2 separate regions of the Pan troglodytes genome follow, and region 2 is linked to region 1. Evidence: chromatin contacts called from public Hi-C data. All regions are on one chromosome and are shown on one strand. The core of a region is the stretch at or near the end of the contact, and the rest is flanking DNA. Distances in the headings are between cores, read along the strand shown. Region 1 holds the start of FLNA (filamin A). Region 2 has its middle 11 kb from the start of FAM3A.

Region 1 (4,617 bases), core at 814-3,313:
ACCAGGGGACGGCTGGGGACGCTCACTGCTACTATCTTCAGTCAGAAGCCAGCCTGCCTATGGCTTCCTCCCCAGCGTGCACTCCCCTCCCTCTCAGTCCTCGGTACCTCCCCTCTCCAGAATGTTTCCTCCTCTGAGTGTTTTTTTTTTTTTCCTAGGAAGGCAGGTATCTGTCCCTCCTGTTCAATTCTAGTAATAATTAATTTATCTGCTAAAGACCAGTGAGAGATGGAGGCCCTGGGTTGGCCAGCACGTCATGCCCAAATATGGTTGACTCTCCTGTAGCCCTGGGTGTCTACATGACATGTGGTGGGGCTGTGATCCGCCCAGCACATTCACTTCGGGGCTGCCTGTGGCCCCACTGGTTTTTCCCACTAGTAGTGGTGTTAGGGGGTGCAAATGGCATTTTCCAGTACTGAGGCCAACCCCTGTGTATTGTCCCCTCTCCTGACCACTTTGAGACACACCTGCACCAAGTGCGCCTGGGTGTCTGGGAGCTGGGGTGGAGGTGGGAGGGAGGGCTGGGAAGGGGGAACCCATACAGACCCCTCCCTGTACGGGCCCCATTCAAGACGGGCTTGAAGTTGTCCTTCTGGTCCCCTTGCCCCACTGGAAAGCAAGTTCCCAGGCACGGAATTCCATCAATAATTGACTCTCTCTCCACTAAGGGCCATTGAGCTGGGTTGTCTGGGTTCATTCCTTAATCTTCAGAGCTCAGGGAAACTGAGTCAGAGTGACCAGTGGTCAATTACAGCAGAAAGGGTGTCAGGAGGTGGGTGCCGTGTCTTCCAGCCCTAGCTTTTCCCTATTTAGAGGAAACAAGGAATGGGCGTGTAGAGGGTTCTTGTCCCTAGAACATAGTATCACCGCCAGATGTCGCCCAATCCCAAAGCCACCAGATCGGGCAGTCCTGGGAAGCCAAAATCCAGCTCTTTCATATTTTCCCTTATTTGGAGTAGATTCTTGGATGTTAGACACACCCCGCCCACCACACCACCCCTGGCCCTCAGACCCCAGGCCAGACCCTCCCACTGGGAGGTATAGCCCAAGCCCAGGGGCTGTTCAGCTGGGATCCCTAAGGAGCTGTTTCCAGGCCTGCGTAGCCAGGGGGCGCAGGAGGGAAGGAAGCAGCAGATTGGCAAGGTGAAAAGAGACCTGTGCTGGCAAGTCCAGGTGCGGCAGGTGAGGTCGCCCATTCCCAAGCTCCCACCTTGACGGTGCACTCGGAGCACTTACAAATGGGTCTGCCAGTGGATTTTAACCTATTTTGCCTGGCCCCAGGTGGCATGGGAATCTGGGGACATTGTTGGTTACATCCCGGCTGGCAGTGCGCATCCAACTCAGAGCCAACCTGGCATAGGGCCCAGGGCCCAACCAAGGAACCTGGCCTGGTCTCATCCTCACCATGGCCCCCATGGAGTAGAGCAGCCCCAGAACCAGCTCCCCTGTGCCCAAAGCAGCTGTCCCTGTGGACTCGAGCCAGCAAGGGACACACTGTCCCCCTCCCAGTGGGCACACTGGCTGAGAAGTGTCCTTCCAGGTGGCCACTCGCCCTGAGTCCACACAAGTTCCTGGTGTCAGGGCCCTTCTCTCTCAGGCATGCAGTGGTCCGTTCATGGGCACCCACGCTGGCACCAGTTTCCTGGCAAGTGCCCAGACACCCTCTCTCTCTCGGGGACCCCCCATGGCCTCAGGCTCCCACATTCGTGGGCACAGACATGGCTCGTGGGTCAACTAGGGAAGCTATTCTCTGGACACTCACTCCCAGATGCCAGGGGAGCCTCCATCGGCTCACGCATCCCAGCTGAACCTGGCTCGGACCTGGGCGCGAGCTGGCCCCTGCGTTCTCCGGCCTCTCTGCCCGCCTTCTCCAACCCCGCCCCCGGCCGACGAGGAGCGCGGCGACCCTACGGCGCGAAGCCGGGCCGCGGAGACCTCACCTGCTGTTCCTGAGAGCGACCGGTGACCGATGACCGCGGGGTGGCGCCCGGATCGCCTTCGCGCCCGCGCCAGGCGCCTCGGGGGTTCTGTCGGCGTCCGCTGCGCGCGACGCGCCTCCACGCGAATGGGCCGCCGCCGCCCGCCTTCTTGTTGGCCGCACCCCCGCCCCGCGCCCGCCCCGCGCCCGGCCCGGCCCGGCGAGAAAGCCTTAATTGGTAAAATTGCCCAGGAGCCCGGGACGGGTGCGTGGGGGGCGGGGGTGCGGGGGCGCGCCGTGAGCTCCAGCGACCCGCCGCCGGGCGACGCCGCCCCCCGAGATGAGCTCACCGCCGGCGAGGGCCGCCAGGCCCTGGGGGAGGGAGGGCTTCGTGGGGGAGTCGCCTCCAGCGCCCACAGGGACTGCAGGGCTCGTGTCTAGGCACAATCACAAGGATCCTGCGTGTCTGAGTCTGGGGGAGCCAAGCGCACCCCAGGTGGAAAGGCCGAGGCCCAAGGCCACCTTCTCCAAGGAGCCACCCACAGTTACAGCCCCTGGTGTCTGTCCCAAGCCGGGATTGTTTCCTGGGGTGGGGGCAACAGGTCGTTGCAGGTGTTGGCTGGGCGCCTACGTCAGGCAGGGCCCCGGGACGGGACTGCAGGGCTCCGAGCCCTGGGATGAACCTGACTGCCATGGATCAGGCGCTGCCAGGTCTGGCCTGGGGTGGGCAGCAGAAACAGGATCGCTCAGGGGGACGCGAAAGTTAAGTTTGTTTAGTATTAAGAAGATTCTGATCTTAAAGAAAACATTGGCCGGGCATGGTGGCTCATGCCTATAATCCTAGCACTGTGGGAAGCTGAGGCAGGTGGATTAATTGAGCCCAGGAGTTTGAGACCAACCTGGGCAACACAGCAAGACACTATCTCTACCAAAAATATAAAAATTAGCTGGGCGTGGTGACGTGCACCGGTAGTCTCAGCTGCTCAGGAGACAGGTGGGAGGATCGTTTAAGCCCGGGAGTTTGAGGCTGCAGTGAGCTATAATTTCACCACTACACTCCAGCCTGGGTCACACAGTGAAACCCTGTCACTAAACATAAAAAAAAAAGGCCAGGTGCGGTGGTTCATGCCTGTAATCCCAGCACTTTGGGAGGCCGAAGTGGGTGGATCACGAGGTCAGGAGTTCAAGACCAGCCTGGCCAAGATGGTGAAACCCCGTCTCTACTAAAAATATAAAAACTAGCCGGGCGCAGTGGCAGGCGCCTGTAATCCCAGCTACTCGGGAGGCTGAGGCGGGAAAATCGCGTGAACCCGGGTGGCAGAGGTTGCAGTGAGCCGAGATCACGTCACTGCACTCCAACCTGGGTGATAGAGTGAGACTCCGTCTCAAAAAAAAAAAAAAAAAAAAAGGCCGGGCGTGGTGGATCCCAGCACTTTGGGAGGCTGAGGCAGGTGGATCACGAGGTCAGGAGTTTGAGACCAGCCTGGTCAACACAGTGAAACCCGGTCTCTACTAAAAATACAAAAATTAGCTGGGCGTGGTGGCAGGCGCCTGTAATCCCAGCTACTCGGGAGGCTGAGACAGGAGAATCGCGTGAACCTGGGAGGCGGAGGTTGCAGTGAGCTGAGATTGCGCCACTGCACTCCAGCCTGGGTGATAGAGCTAGACTGTGTCTTGGAAAAAAATAATAAAGATAAAAATAAAAATACAAATAAAAAAATAACGTTAACAGCTCAGTGAACAATCATCTACTTGTCATAGACACTGAGGAATGTTTCCATGTTGATATTTTTTCCTCGTAACTCAATCATGTTGGGATTGTAAGTTATACAGCATATACTGCTTGCAAGCCATTCCATCCTTAAGGAGCAACTCAGTTTTCTTATTCTTGACTTAGAATTGGTTGCATCCCGATGTCTCCTCTGCCTGCACTTCCCAGGAAGAACCCCCTGAGGCCCTCAGATTTTCCTGCACACGCCCTTCCCAGACCCTCTGATGACTGCAAATCCCACCCTACCCTTGACGGGAAACTCTCTGAGGCTGTCCAGGTCATCACCCCCAGGGACCAGGTACTGGTGGGGGAATGTTCCATGAATTAATTGCTGTACTCAGGGCTCTTGGACAAGTCTCCCCTGATCGCAGGGTCCTGACTCTCCCTGTATAAGATGGAGGCTCTGCTGCTCAGGAGCCTGCCTGGCTTCCAGTGGTCTGGAGTGGAGCTGCACTGCAATGGGGCTGGACTTAGGCTCCAGGTACCTACAGGGTGGGTGCAGGGGGACCATCACAGTTCAGCTTCCTGGTGCCATCTGTGGTGGGACCTGATTGTGGGGCAAAGGGGTGGGACATAAAAGGCAGAGTGTCGAGGCAGGTACAGAACGGGTGGGGGGGTGCTCCTTAGGGAGAAGGCAAATCTAGAATTCCTTGACCTCATAAGGAAACAGCTTGGATCCGTATGGGGAGGGGTGGCATGGGGGAGGATGGAGCAGCACTTAGTACACAGAGGCCTCTGGGAGAGGGGCCAGGATTGCAGAAGGCTTGCAGAGGTGCTGGGGAATCTGATTTTGTCAAAACTAAAAAATCCACGAGGCAGCCTCTGAGCAGCCCAGAGTCCAAACTGCCATCTGTCCCCTCAGCTCTGAAAGATGAGGTGCAAACCCCTGCCCTACCCAAGGCTCTCCTGCTGCACACTGCCAGGCACT
Region 2 (4,617 bases), core at 869-3,368, 170 kb before region 1:
CTTGAACCCGGGAGGTGGAGGACCATCCACTGGCACCTGAACCCATCAGGCAACTGTCCCTTCAGCTCTGGGCGCCTACTTGGGTGGAGGCAGGAAGGAGGTCCCAGGTGAGGACAGCGCTGGGTCCACAATGGGAGAGAATGAGAGATCAGGTCAGGGCATTCCACTGTCACCTCAGTTGCGGGTGTCTACACTGAGACATGGACATAAGCCCGAGAAAACACGAGCTGTACCCTGAACAAGAAGGCAGTCCTCCCCAGCCCCTTGGAGCTCACAGGAGCACTGAGGCCCTTGCCTGTGAGCCCAGATCCACCCTGGCCCATTCCATAGGGTGACTCACTCAGCCTCCCTGACCCCTGCTGACCGGTTCAAGGCTGGAGCCCTGTTTTCACCCCTTCTCTGCCTGCAATGCCAAAGAATTCAGCCACAATTTGCTTTTTTTTTTTTTTTTTTTTTTTTTGAGACTGGATCTCACTCTGTTGTTGCCCAGGTTGGAGTGCAGTGACGCAATCACAACTCACTGCAGCTTCCACCTCCCAGGTTCAAGCATCCTCCTACCTCAGCCTCCTGAGTAGCTGGGTCTACAGGCGTGAGCCACCACGCTTGGCCCGCAATGTACTCTAATGTACTCTTTTTTTTTTTTTTTTTGAGATGGAGTTTTGCTCTGTCGCCCAGTCTGGACTACACTGGCGTGATCTCGGCTCACTGCAGCCTCCACCTCCTGGGTTCAAGTGATTCTCCTGCCTCAGCCTCTCAAGTAGCTGAGGCTACAGGTGTACGCCACCACGCCTGGCTAATTTTTGTATTTTTAGTAGAGACGGGGTTTCATCATGTTGGGCAGGCTGGTCTCGAACTCTTGACCTTAGGTGATCCCCCAGCCTTGGCCGCCCAAAGTGCTGGGATTACAGGCGTGAGCCACTGCACTCAGCCCCGCAATTTACCGGGTTTTTTGTTTGTTTTTGTTTTTGTTTTTTGAGACAGAGTGTGGCTCTGGCACTCAGGCTGGAGTGCAGTGGCACGATCTCTGCTCACTGCAACCTCTACCTCCCAGGTTCAAGCAATTATTCTGTCTCAGCATCCTGAGTAGCTGGGATTACAGGCGCCCGCTACCATGCCCAGCTAATTTTTATTTTTAGTAGAGATGGGGTTTCCCCATGCTGGCCAGGCTGATCTCGAACTCCCGTGATCTGCCCGCCTCAGCCTCCCAAAGTGCTGGGATTACAGGCATGGGCCACCGCACCTGGCCACAATTTACTCTCTTTTTTTTTCTTTTTTTTTTTTTTTTTTTTTGAGACAGACTCTTGCTCTTTCGCCAGGCTGGCGTGCAGGAGTGCAGTGGCGCGATCTCAGCTCACTGCAACCTCCACCACCTGGGGTCAAGTGATTCTCCTGCCTCAGCCTCCCAAGTAGCTGGGACTACAGGCACCCGCCAGCACACACAGCTAAATTTTGTATTTTTAGTAGAGATGGGGTTTCACCATGTTGGTCAGGATGGTCTCTATCTCTTGACCCCGTGATCCACCCGCCTAGGCTTCTCAAAGTGCTGGGATTACAGGCATGAGCCACCGCACCCAGCCCACAATTTACTGTTAAGTGCACTCTACCTCATGGGTCTTCAGAGGCCCTGGATTGGTGTCTCATCTCTCAAGGTTTCACCCCACGCGGGAGTGGGTAGGAGCTGGAAAGAGCCCCCCTGCCGGACCCGACACTCGCAGTGTACTCAGAGCTTCACCTCCCAGCCCAGACCTGCAAATTATTAAGCCAGAAGAGAATTTCAAACCTAGCCTGATCCCTTCACACTGAGTCCCAGGTGCCACAGCAGCACAGACCCAAATGCCTTAGCTTCTCTGCTGCCGGTGTCTGACATCACATCAATTTGCGTCCAGCAACCACTGAAGCCAGCAATGTGAGAAGCCCAGAGAGTACTTAAAACTCTCTCCAGCTCCTCTCCCTCCCTCCATCCGAACCTGGCCCACTGCCGGGTGGCTGAGCCAGAAAGGGATGGGAGTGGAGAAGGGGTCTTCAGGCTGAGCTGGGCGGGGGCGACTGTTGCATTGTCTGCTCTGCGAAGCAGAAAAGGAGAGGAGGGAGAGGCACAAATGGGGCGGGGCTGGCTTCGGGCCTTTACTTTCTAGGCTCACCACTGCCCTCTCCCTGTGAGAAGCAGTCAGAAGGGATTGGCCTTCCTGTACTGCAGGAGGAGAAGCTGAGAAACTCAGCTGTGAGACGTGATCAGACTAGTCCAGGACAACACCCAGACATACAGGCCAAAGCTGGGGTCCCTGAGAAGGCCTCTTGCCTCCTAGAGCTTCACTGCTTGCCTCCACTAGAACACTTCGAGGAAGCTTTGAGGGAACAAGAAGCAGACTGAATTCTGGCTTTCTGTAAGGACAGTGAGACTCTATGGCTGGACACAGTGTCTCACTCCTATAATCCCAGCACTTTGGGCATGTTGCTTGAGCCCAAGAGTTCCAGACCAGCAGAGCAACATGATGAAACCCTGTTTCTACAATAATACAAAAATTAGCCGGGCATGTTGGCACACGCCTGTAGTCCTAGCTATTCAGGAGACTGAGGTGGGAGGATCACTTGGGCCATGATCACACCATTGCACTCCAGCCTGGGCCACACAGCAAGACCCTGTCTCAAATATATATATAAATATATATATACACACACACACACTCAAATATATATATATACACACATACACACATATATTTGCAAGGCCAAATTTTCAGAGAAAACTAGGACCCCATGATACAAATTAACCCCCAAGTTGCCTTTGCCCACCCAGGAACTTTTCCTTGACAGCCCTATAAAGCGAAGAGGACAGAAATCAAATCTTGAGGCCCCCAACTTGCTGCCCCATCATACTGAGAGGAAACCCAGAATTGCAACTGAGCCAGGGTGCAAATTCCCAGGGTTCAAATTCCCAGGGTTCAAATTCCCCAGGGTTCAAATTCCCAGGGTTGACCATGGAACCTTAAGCCTTTCACTTGGCTTAAGGGGTCCTGGATGGGCAGTTCCCCAATGCAGATGGTTCTGCCTGTCTGACAGAACCCGGAGCAAACCCTCTCAGGAGAGACTCCTTCCTCCTACAGGTACTTTTTAAAGCATGAGGGCAAGCACATCATCAGAGATAACCGGGCGCACCAGGAAACAACATTGCAAGAGAAACAATGAGCAATAGCGACAGATCGTGAGGTCTTCAGGCGCTGGAATTGTTAGCCAGACATAAAATAACCATACTTAACCAGATCTAATGAAATAATAAGTCGTGGTGGGACAGCTGGGTGCAGTGGCTCATGCCTGTAATCCCAGCACTTTGGGAGGGATCAAGCAGACAGATTGCTTGAGCCCAGGGGTTCTAGGCCAGCCTGGGCAACATGGTGAGACCCCACGTCTACAAAAAATACAAAAACTAGCCAGGTGTGGTGGCAAGTGCCTGTAGTCCCATCTACTCAGGAAGCTGAGATGGGAGGGTCGCTTGAGGCCAGGAAGTGGAGGTTGCAGTGAGCCAAGATCAAGCCACTGCACTCCAGCCTGGGCGACATAGTGAGACCCTGTCTCAAAAAAGGTAAAATGTGAGCTTGTAAGTTTAAAACTAGATGGACTGGTTTAGTGGCAAATTACGCAACATCAAAGAGAGAATGTGAGAACCAAAAACTGGCTCAGAAGAATGTATTCAGAATACAACCCAGAAAGACAAGTTCAGGGAAGACACTAAAGACAGAGGAAGAAGCCGCAAGGAGAATGAGAAGGTGTTCCATACATTTAACTGATTTCACAGAAACAGAAGACAGCAAGTATGGCAGAAGCAAAACTTGAAGATAGAATGATGGCTGGCTGGGCATGATGGTCGCTGGCCAGACGTGGTGGCTCACACCTGTGATCCCAGCACTTTGAGAGGCCGAGGTGGCCAGATCACCTGAGGTCAGGAGTTCCAGACCAGCCTAGACAACATGGTGAAACCCCGTCTGTAATAAAAATACAAATATTAGCCAGGCATGGTGGCGCTTGCCTGTAATCCCAGCTGCGTGGGAGGCTGAAGCAGAATCACTTGAACCCGGGAGGCAGAGGTTGTAGTGAGCCTAGATTGTGCCACTGCACTCCAGCCTGGGCAAAAGAGCGAGACTCCGACTTAAAAAAAAAAATATTTCAAGTATGATGGTGAAGTGCAAACAAAAGCAAAGAATTTGCCACCAACATTTTCTCACCAAAAAGTGTGTGCCTCAAGCAGAAGAAACCCAGTACTAGATGGAACAATCTGAGATGCAAGAAGGAATAACGAGCTAAAGAGGTCAATGTGCAGCTCACCTAAGTAGACATTGGCTGTTTGTAAATACAGTTTTATGGGAACCCAGCCACACCCATTTGCTTACATGCTGTCTGTAGTGGCAGAGTTGAGTGGAGTCTTCCCTTGGTATCCACGGGGATTGGTTCCAGGACCCCCAGGGGTATCAAAATCCACAGATGCTCAAGTCCCTGATATAAAATGGCACAGCATATAACCTACGCACATCCTCCTGTATACTTTTTTTTTTTTTGAGACAGAGTCTTGTCTGTCACCTAGGCTTGAGTGCAGTGGCACAATCTCGGCTCACTGCAACCTTC

Evidence for each region. Hi-C and Micro-C count contacts between places; a contact is called where the count stands out from the background.
Region 2: a contact with region 1 is called in a Hi-C map of stem cell-derived neural progenitor cells, with 2.8 times the contacts expected there. The contact joins the enhancer-like site here to the promoter of FLNA in region 1. A contact is called at or near these places in 1 of 7 Hi-C or Micro-C datasets (stem cell-derived neural progenitor cells) and 1 of 1 datasets of contacts at active chromatin or transcription factors (stem cell-derived excitatory neurons).

What each region holds. Positions count from the first base shown.
Region 1 is chrX:151,746,652-151,751,268 of NHGRI_mPanTro3-v2.0_pri, reverse strand. It overlaps FLNA (filamin A), which reads right to left and starts at 2,063. Exons shown (of 47, transcript XM_016947662.4): 1 at 1,941-2,063. It overlaps EMD (emerin), which reads left to right and starts at 1,975. Exons shown (of 7, transcript XM_016947664.4): 1 at 1,975-2,156; 2 at 3,816-4,617.
Region 2 is chrX:151,916,797-151,921,413 of NHGRI_mPanTro3-v2.0_pri, reverse strand. No RefSeq gene overlaps it. Among named protein-coding and RNA genes, the nearest start is that of FAM3A, 11 kb to the right of the region's middle. Within about 2 kb of position 2,118, at least 11 of the 24 cell types and tissues checked have an H3K27ac peak or open chromatin away from gene starts, as enhancers often do. A contact at or near this core is called in stem cell-derived neural progenitor cells, where this site is marked.